Regions from separate parts of the Mus musculus genome. Here region 1 is linked to region 2. Evidence: chromatin contacts called from public HiChIP or PLAC-seq data. All regions are on one chromosome and are shown on one strand. The core of a region is the stretch at or near the end of the contact, and the rest is flanking DNA. Distances in the headings are between cores, read along the strand shown.

Region 1 (3,135 bases), core at 620-3,119, 240 kb after region 2:
TCTGCCTTCACAATCCTTCTGTAAGGCTCAGTCCCCTCAGAGGCCAGCCAGGACCAGATGGAAATATCAGGCAAGCATAGTCAAGAGGGAGCTACCACTGAGGGCCTCAGCATCTAAGCAAAACGACTCAAATGTGTGTGCCACTGTGGAAAGGGCATAAAGTCAGACCAACCCTGATTTAGTATTGGCTCTTCCATTCCTTAACCCTATGATGTGAGGGAAGCTGCCTTAAACATTTAGTATTGCAAAGTCAGCATGTGTAAAGTAGGGGAGGTGGTGGGGGGAGGGCAGCTTTCCCTCCACAAGGCACAGGAGACTTACTTTATCCATTCACCCACTGAACAACTGCTTATCAGCATCCCGAGCGGCCTGGCCTGGGGTTAGCGAATCCCAGAGGCATTTTATCGTTCCCTTCCGTTGACTCTAGATTAGGGTGGGGTCTTCAAACAGCAAAGTCATAAAATAATGCCAGCTTAAAGAAGGCTGGACATTCACGACTCATCTGCTGCGGAAAAAAAAATGCCCAATTAGAGCAACTTGAGGACGAAAGGGCTCAGTCCACCTCAGGATTTGAAGGAGTGTAAGGTGACGGATTGCATTGCATGTACAGTGAAGAAGGAGAAAGAAATGAATGCTGGTGTTCGGCTGGCTTTCTCCTCCTTATAAACTCCGTGTGTGTGTGTGTGTGTGTGTGTGTGTGTGTGTGTGTGTGTGTGTGTGTGTGTGAGGTACATGTGAAAGCCAGACATCAACCTCAGATGTTAGTCTTCAGACGGTAAATCTCTCAGTGGCTTAGAGTCATCAAGTAGATTAGACCCAAAGGTCATCAAGTCCTAAGGATGCACCTGTCTCTAGCTCCTCAGTGCTGGGATTGGGAACTGTGTCACCATAGCTGGATTTGTGCTGGGGGTAGGGGTGGGGTGGTTCTGGGCATTGACCTGAGGTCCTCATACTCACAAGATAAACGCTGTGCCAACTGAGCGCTCTCTCCAGAGCCTCTTTTCCCCCTTTCCATATTAGTCTGGGATTCCAGTTCATGGAATGTTGCCACCCTCATTCAGGCTGAGTCTTTCTTCCTCAGTTAAACCTCTCATGGAAAACACCCCCCGGCCCCCAAGACAGGCCCAGAGCTGTGACTCCTAGGTGCTCCCACGTCTAGTCAACTGGACAATGAACACAGACCTTTGAGAGCTGTGAGGGACGGATCAGCAGCATATGTGAAGGACATAACTCAACATTGTTGGCACGCAAGCGTCTGCCCCTCTCTGTGGTACTGCTCTCACTCAGGCCTTGCGTCCTGACTGTCACATACAAAGGACACAAGCCAGCCACCACCCACCACCCTCAGCTGTCTGTTAGACAGAGCTGTCCCTTCCCATAAACCAGAAAACAAAACAAAACACCAAGATGGCAACAACTTCCCTCTGCCAGAGCTCTTAAGTTTCCTCAAGACTCAGAAGGGGCAGATAAGACCGGTATGTTGGGGTACCCAGCACCTTGCCAGTGATGGGCTGCGAAGAGGTCCCACCTCTGGGCCAGTCTGGGCTGGTACACGCTGGGACATAGCCCTGTATTCCCTTCCTGTGAGTGAGCTTGAAGGAATCCTTTACTGTTAGACATCTGGATGTCCTTGGTTAACTTGGGATATGAAGAGAGACTCCAGCCTGACCTTGAAGAGAGGTCAAAGGGCTTGGAAGCCTAAGATGTGGGAGGGAGAGGGCTGGATAGCACGTCCACCTGCCTGTCCACACTCCTCCTTGGGAGGTACCCCTGGAAGCTTATTCTTCCTTCCTCCTGACAGCCTGAGAGAGCTGTGTCAACTGACCTCAGGGCACATTCCAGAATGAGGGCACAGCCAAGAATAGGACCCAGGAGCCCTGTCACCACCCGCCTGCATTACTCACACATTCCCTAGAGAGGAGGAGAAGCCCTGGCTCCTTGGGAAGATGGGATGAGAACAGGAGGAGTAGCTACGGGAGTGGAGCTGACATGAAAGACAAATGATAGTCAAAAAAAAAAAAAATGCAGTGGGCCCTCGTGGCCCTCCTCCCAGATCCTGTATCCAGCCATCCATCCCCCTTTCGAGCTCTGAGCTGGGCCGCAGTGTTCCTGGAGCCCCTGGCCACTACTCTGATTTGGGTCAGCACCAGCCTAGAGGCATGCCAGACTTGACGAGGCTGAGGCAGCCTAGGGACAGCAGAGGCCTCCCCCAAGGAGCTGGCTGCCTTCTGAAGATGAGGAGGCATGAGGCTGATGTCTGGCTCGGGAATCTAGGCCATGACTGCAGTTGTGTGTGAAGGAAGCTTGTCACGTGTCCAGGATATAAACAGGCCTTGGGTGATGCACCGGTGACTGACCAGCTGGAGCCAGACACTGCCCATGCAGGCACGTGTGCTTATGCTTATGCGTGTGTGTGTGTGTGTGTGTGTGTGCGTGTGCGTGTGCGCGTGCGCGCGCGCGTGTGTGTGTGTGTGTGTGTGTGTGTATGTGTGTGTGTCTGTGTGCCTGTGTGTGTGTCTGTGTGAGTATGCAGGTATGTCTACGGTATGTCTACCAAAGCCTGCACACATGGAGACCAAAGGCGGGTGTTGGTATCTTCTTCTGCCTCTCCCCAACTTATTGTATTTAGTTATTTGTTTGGGGTGAGGGGCACATGCCACAGCATGTGTGTTTGTATGTGTGTGTGTGTGTGTGTACAGCTTTTGGGAATAGGTTTTCTTTTCCTACTGTATACTACCTAAGGATTGAACTTAGGTCATGAGACTTGGCAGCAAGCCCCTTTTCTCACTGAACCATCTCTTTCCACCTATATTTTCGGAACAAGATTTCACACAGAACCTGGAGTTCACATATTCGGCTCGTCTGGCTGGCTGGCGGGGGCAAGGCCCCAGTCTCCTGAATTCACCTCCCCAACACAGCTTGTACCCAGATTTTTACGTGGATTCTGGGGATCCGAACTCGAGTCTTCATACTTGAACTGAGACATACCCCACTCCCTGTTTCTTTCTCTCTTTCTTTCTTTCTTTCTTTCTTTCTTTCTTTCTTTCTTTCTTTCTTTCTTTCTTCCTTTCTTTCTTCCTTTCTTTCTCTCTTTCTTTTTTCTTTTGTTTTAACTTTGTTTTTGAGATGGGTTTT
Region 2 (3,264 bases), core at 231-2,730:
CACATACATAGAGGCTCACAACCAGCTAAAACTCCAGTTCTAGCTGACAGGACACCGTCGGCAGGCTCTGCACAGGACTGGTGCCCAGACATGCACACAGGCAAAACATTAGTTCACAAAACAAAACAATAAAGTTCTTTTTAAAAATCGATAGGGCATTTTGAGCTCATACTCAACTAGCTGGGCAGCATTCCTAGAATCCAGACATATACACAAAGTAAGGGTGAGGAAGGGAGACAGGGAGAGCACAAACTAAGGGTAGTGGCGCAGGGGTTCGGGAAATTGTTTTGACAGTTTTCATCTTTGTCCTTTTGCACTGGGTCAACCTCCACAGAGCTTTTGGTGGTTTCCAGGGAGATGGAAGTGTGGGAGACTTTGGGGATGATCTGAAACTTCTAAACACCAAACAGGGTATTTAGGACTCCGGGAGGTAGCCAGTCTTCTCCCTAATAACTTGTCTATTTAAATCCTCTCTGTTCTTCCCATATATTTAGATGAGTCGGAGTCGGTGTATCTGAGTCAGCTATGGCAAAGGGAAGAGGCTTTTGCGAGTGTCTTCCGCCAAACTTGAGACTGGAAGATGAGAATACACGGAAGTAATCTCTGACTCAGCCTGCCCAAGGCTAGGGTGTTGTGGCATTCCCCACGAGTGACGCACTCCCAAGATAGGTGACTTCATGTATCATGGGACTTATTCCACCACTGACTCCACCCCATAGCCTCCTCTGCTTCTTCTCTCACTTCCCAGCCCCACCTCCCTCTCAAGATCAGAGAGGGACCGGTGGTAGTGGCTGCAGCCTAGAACTGTCTTTCTCATAGGCAGGGAGCAGAGGGACCCAGTGTTTGGCAAAATGCAAAAAGTGGTACTCATTTTCCCTTCTCCAGACGCTTCGCTCTTCTGGTTAAGGCTATCCTTACTCTTCCTTAACATCAAAGTGTACTATCGTACTCGAGGCAACCTGATCCTCTAGGCAGTCATTCTAGTTACAGCTTTTTCCCTCATCCACTGTTTTCCTTTGAGTCCAGAATTCTCAGTAGGAAGTAGAGAGAGTCTCGCCTCTGCCTCTTTCCTGTTCTAGCGGTATGACCTTGACTAACCCGCAACTTCCCTGGCCCTAGTTTCTTTGTCTGTTAAGCAGGGTCCACACGTCTGGCGCACCAAGAAGGCGCGGGATGAGCCGTAAAAAGGCGAAGAAAACGCTTGCAGCCTCCTGGGGAAAGTTGTCAGTCTTCAGAGCCCCTCCCTTTCCTCTGGGAACGCCCAGCCAACGCAGCCTCCGGCTGTCACTTCCTCCACCTCTCACCTCTCGGTCCGCGCGCGCGCGGCGCCGGGTGTTGGCGTCACAGCCGGCGCACGCCGCCGCCAGGCCCCGCCCCTCGTCCGCGCCTGGCCTCCCGCGGGGCCCCGCCCACCGGGGCGACGCGGCGCTGGCCCCGCCCCACGGGTGACGCGTAGCGCGCGCGGCCGGGCCGCCCCGGCAGTTGGTGCAGCGGCGGTTGGGGCGAGTGCGCTCACCCCACCCCTCCCCTCCTTGGCCAGGGCTCCGGCCCCCACCCCGCGGGGCCCAGCCCCAGCCCCAGCCTCCGCCGGGCCCGTCCCGTGCGGGCCCGTGCCACCCCTCAGCCGGCGACGCCCGGGGCCGCCCGCCCGCCCGCCACCATGGAGCTGGAGGACGGTGTGGTATACCAGGAGGAGCCCGGAGGCTCCGGGGCCGTGATGTCAGAGCGGGTGTCCGGCCTGGCCGGCTCCATCTACCGCGAGTTCGAGCGGCTCATCGGGCGCTACGATGAGGAGGTGGTCAAGGAGCTGATGCCACTGGTGGTGGCCGTGCTGGAGAACCTGGACTCGGTGTTCGCGCAGGACCAGGAGCACCAGGTGGAGCTGGAGCTGCTGCGGGACGACAACGAGCAGCTCATCACCCAGTACGAGCGGGAGAAGGCGCTGCGCAAGCACGCCGAGGAGGTGAGGGCCGGCGGGGGCGGGGGTCGCAGCCGGGCTGGGGACGCTGGGCGCGCCAGGCGCACCAACGCGCCAGGGTGGACTCCTGAAGGGCAGGCCCGAATCCAGGGCCCGGGACAGTGCTCCGCAGCGTCTCGGGACCCCGGGACACTGGCCGGTGCTGGAAGCCTAGGCAGGCCAGCGAGTGTCCAGGAGAGGGGTGAAGTGGGAGGAAGGCCGGGGGAGGAAGCGACACTCTGGCATCTGAGGGCACCTGGGACTGCCCGAGGGCGGAGACTTGAGGGTGTCTGGTTGCTTCTTGTTTAGGGAAGTTTCCGACCACCGTAGGATAGTCGGGTGCGGGTTCAAACTTTTAGCATGGGGAGGGGCAGTGCTGTCCTGCCCGTGTCAGTTCCGCTGGCTTCGGTACCTTTCCAGGGGGGGCTGCTGCTGCTTTGGGAAGTTAGAGATCTCCCTCTTTCGGTCAGTTTCTTCTTGACATTTAGATCCTCTTGAGAAGGAAGTCTACCTATGTACCCTTTTTTTTTTTTTCCATTTAATTTTAACACTTAGTCAACCACTTAGAAGTCGACTAGCAGAGTCCAGTAAGTACATACAGTACATTCATTTACTTTATTAATGTTCCTCACAGAGGAATGTTCCTCCTTCGTGTCAGGTGGTAACCTTGGACAGTTCCCTGACAGCCTCCTCTATTTATAAAGACTGGGGGGCGGGGTTGAGAAGGTGTGGGTGAGTGTTACAACACTTGTCCTGTCTGCGTTTGCTTTGCATCCTGCAGTTTCTAAGTGCACTTGGCTGGCTCTTTGCTCGAACACCTGAGCGGTGACCTTTGTACTCGTCACCTGAGTGTGTGAGCCTTTTTGGATCCTGGGCTGTAAATGATCCTCTAGCTTTTTGAGCGAGTTCAGGATTTTAGCCTGCAGGCTGAGCGCCCTGGCATTGTTTCTGAAGAACCTTTCTTCGGCAGTCAAAATGCTCTCCTTGTTTTTGTGCCAGACATCTACTGTACCTAGCTAAATACATGGTGATTGAAGGAGACTAATTATCGAAGGAACCACGTGTTGTTTTTCAAAACTACATGACGCGGTAGAAGAATGTGACATTTGTTTGGCAGCTCAGTTCCTAGCATTAAATAGGCAGTTTATTTTGTTATTTGTGCCTCTGCATTCAGGTAAATGATTCTTTTTTTTTTTTTTTAAAGTCATGATTATAGTGGCGCTTTGTAATTGAGATTTTGCAGTCCACCTATCTTAAAGAAAGGCATTGAATTTGCCAAACAAAATTGACTTTATTTCAAGAGTATG

What was found. HiChIP or PLAC-seq counts read pairs in DNA pulled down with a chosen protein or histone mark.
Region 1: a FOXA1 HiChIP or PLAC-seq map of pancreatic cancer cells shows a contact between it and region 2. The contact joins the enhancer-like site here to the promoter of Spag9 in region 2. A contact is called at or near these places in 10 of 39 promoter capture datasets (the C10 cell line, cranial neural crest, embryonic stem cells and 5 more), 1 of 484 Hi-C or Micro-C datasets (olfactory sensory neurons), 8 of 115 datasets of contacts at active chromatin or transcription factors (bone marrow-derived macrophages, embryonic stem cells, extraembryonic endoderm stem cells and 3 more) and 2 of 9 other capture datasets (adipose tissue and embryonic stem cells).

The regions. Positions count from the first base shown.
Region 1 is chr11:94,230,097-94,233,231 of GRCm38.p6, forward strand. No RefSeq gene overlaps it. Among named protein-coding and RNA genes, the nearest start is that of Wfikkn2, 11 kb to the right of the region's middle. Within about 2 kb of position 1,870, at least 92 of the 459 cell types and tissues checked have an H3K27ac peak or open chromatin away from gene starts, as enhancers often do. A contact at or near this core is called in pancreatic cancer cells, where this site is marked.
Region 2 is chr11:93,994,611-93,997,874 of GRCm38.p6, forward strand. Spag9 (sperm associated antigen 9) reads left to right here and starts at 1,481. Exons shown (of 29, transcript NM_027569.3): 1 at 1,481-1,963. The coding sequence starts at 1,661.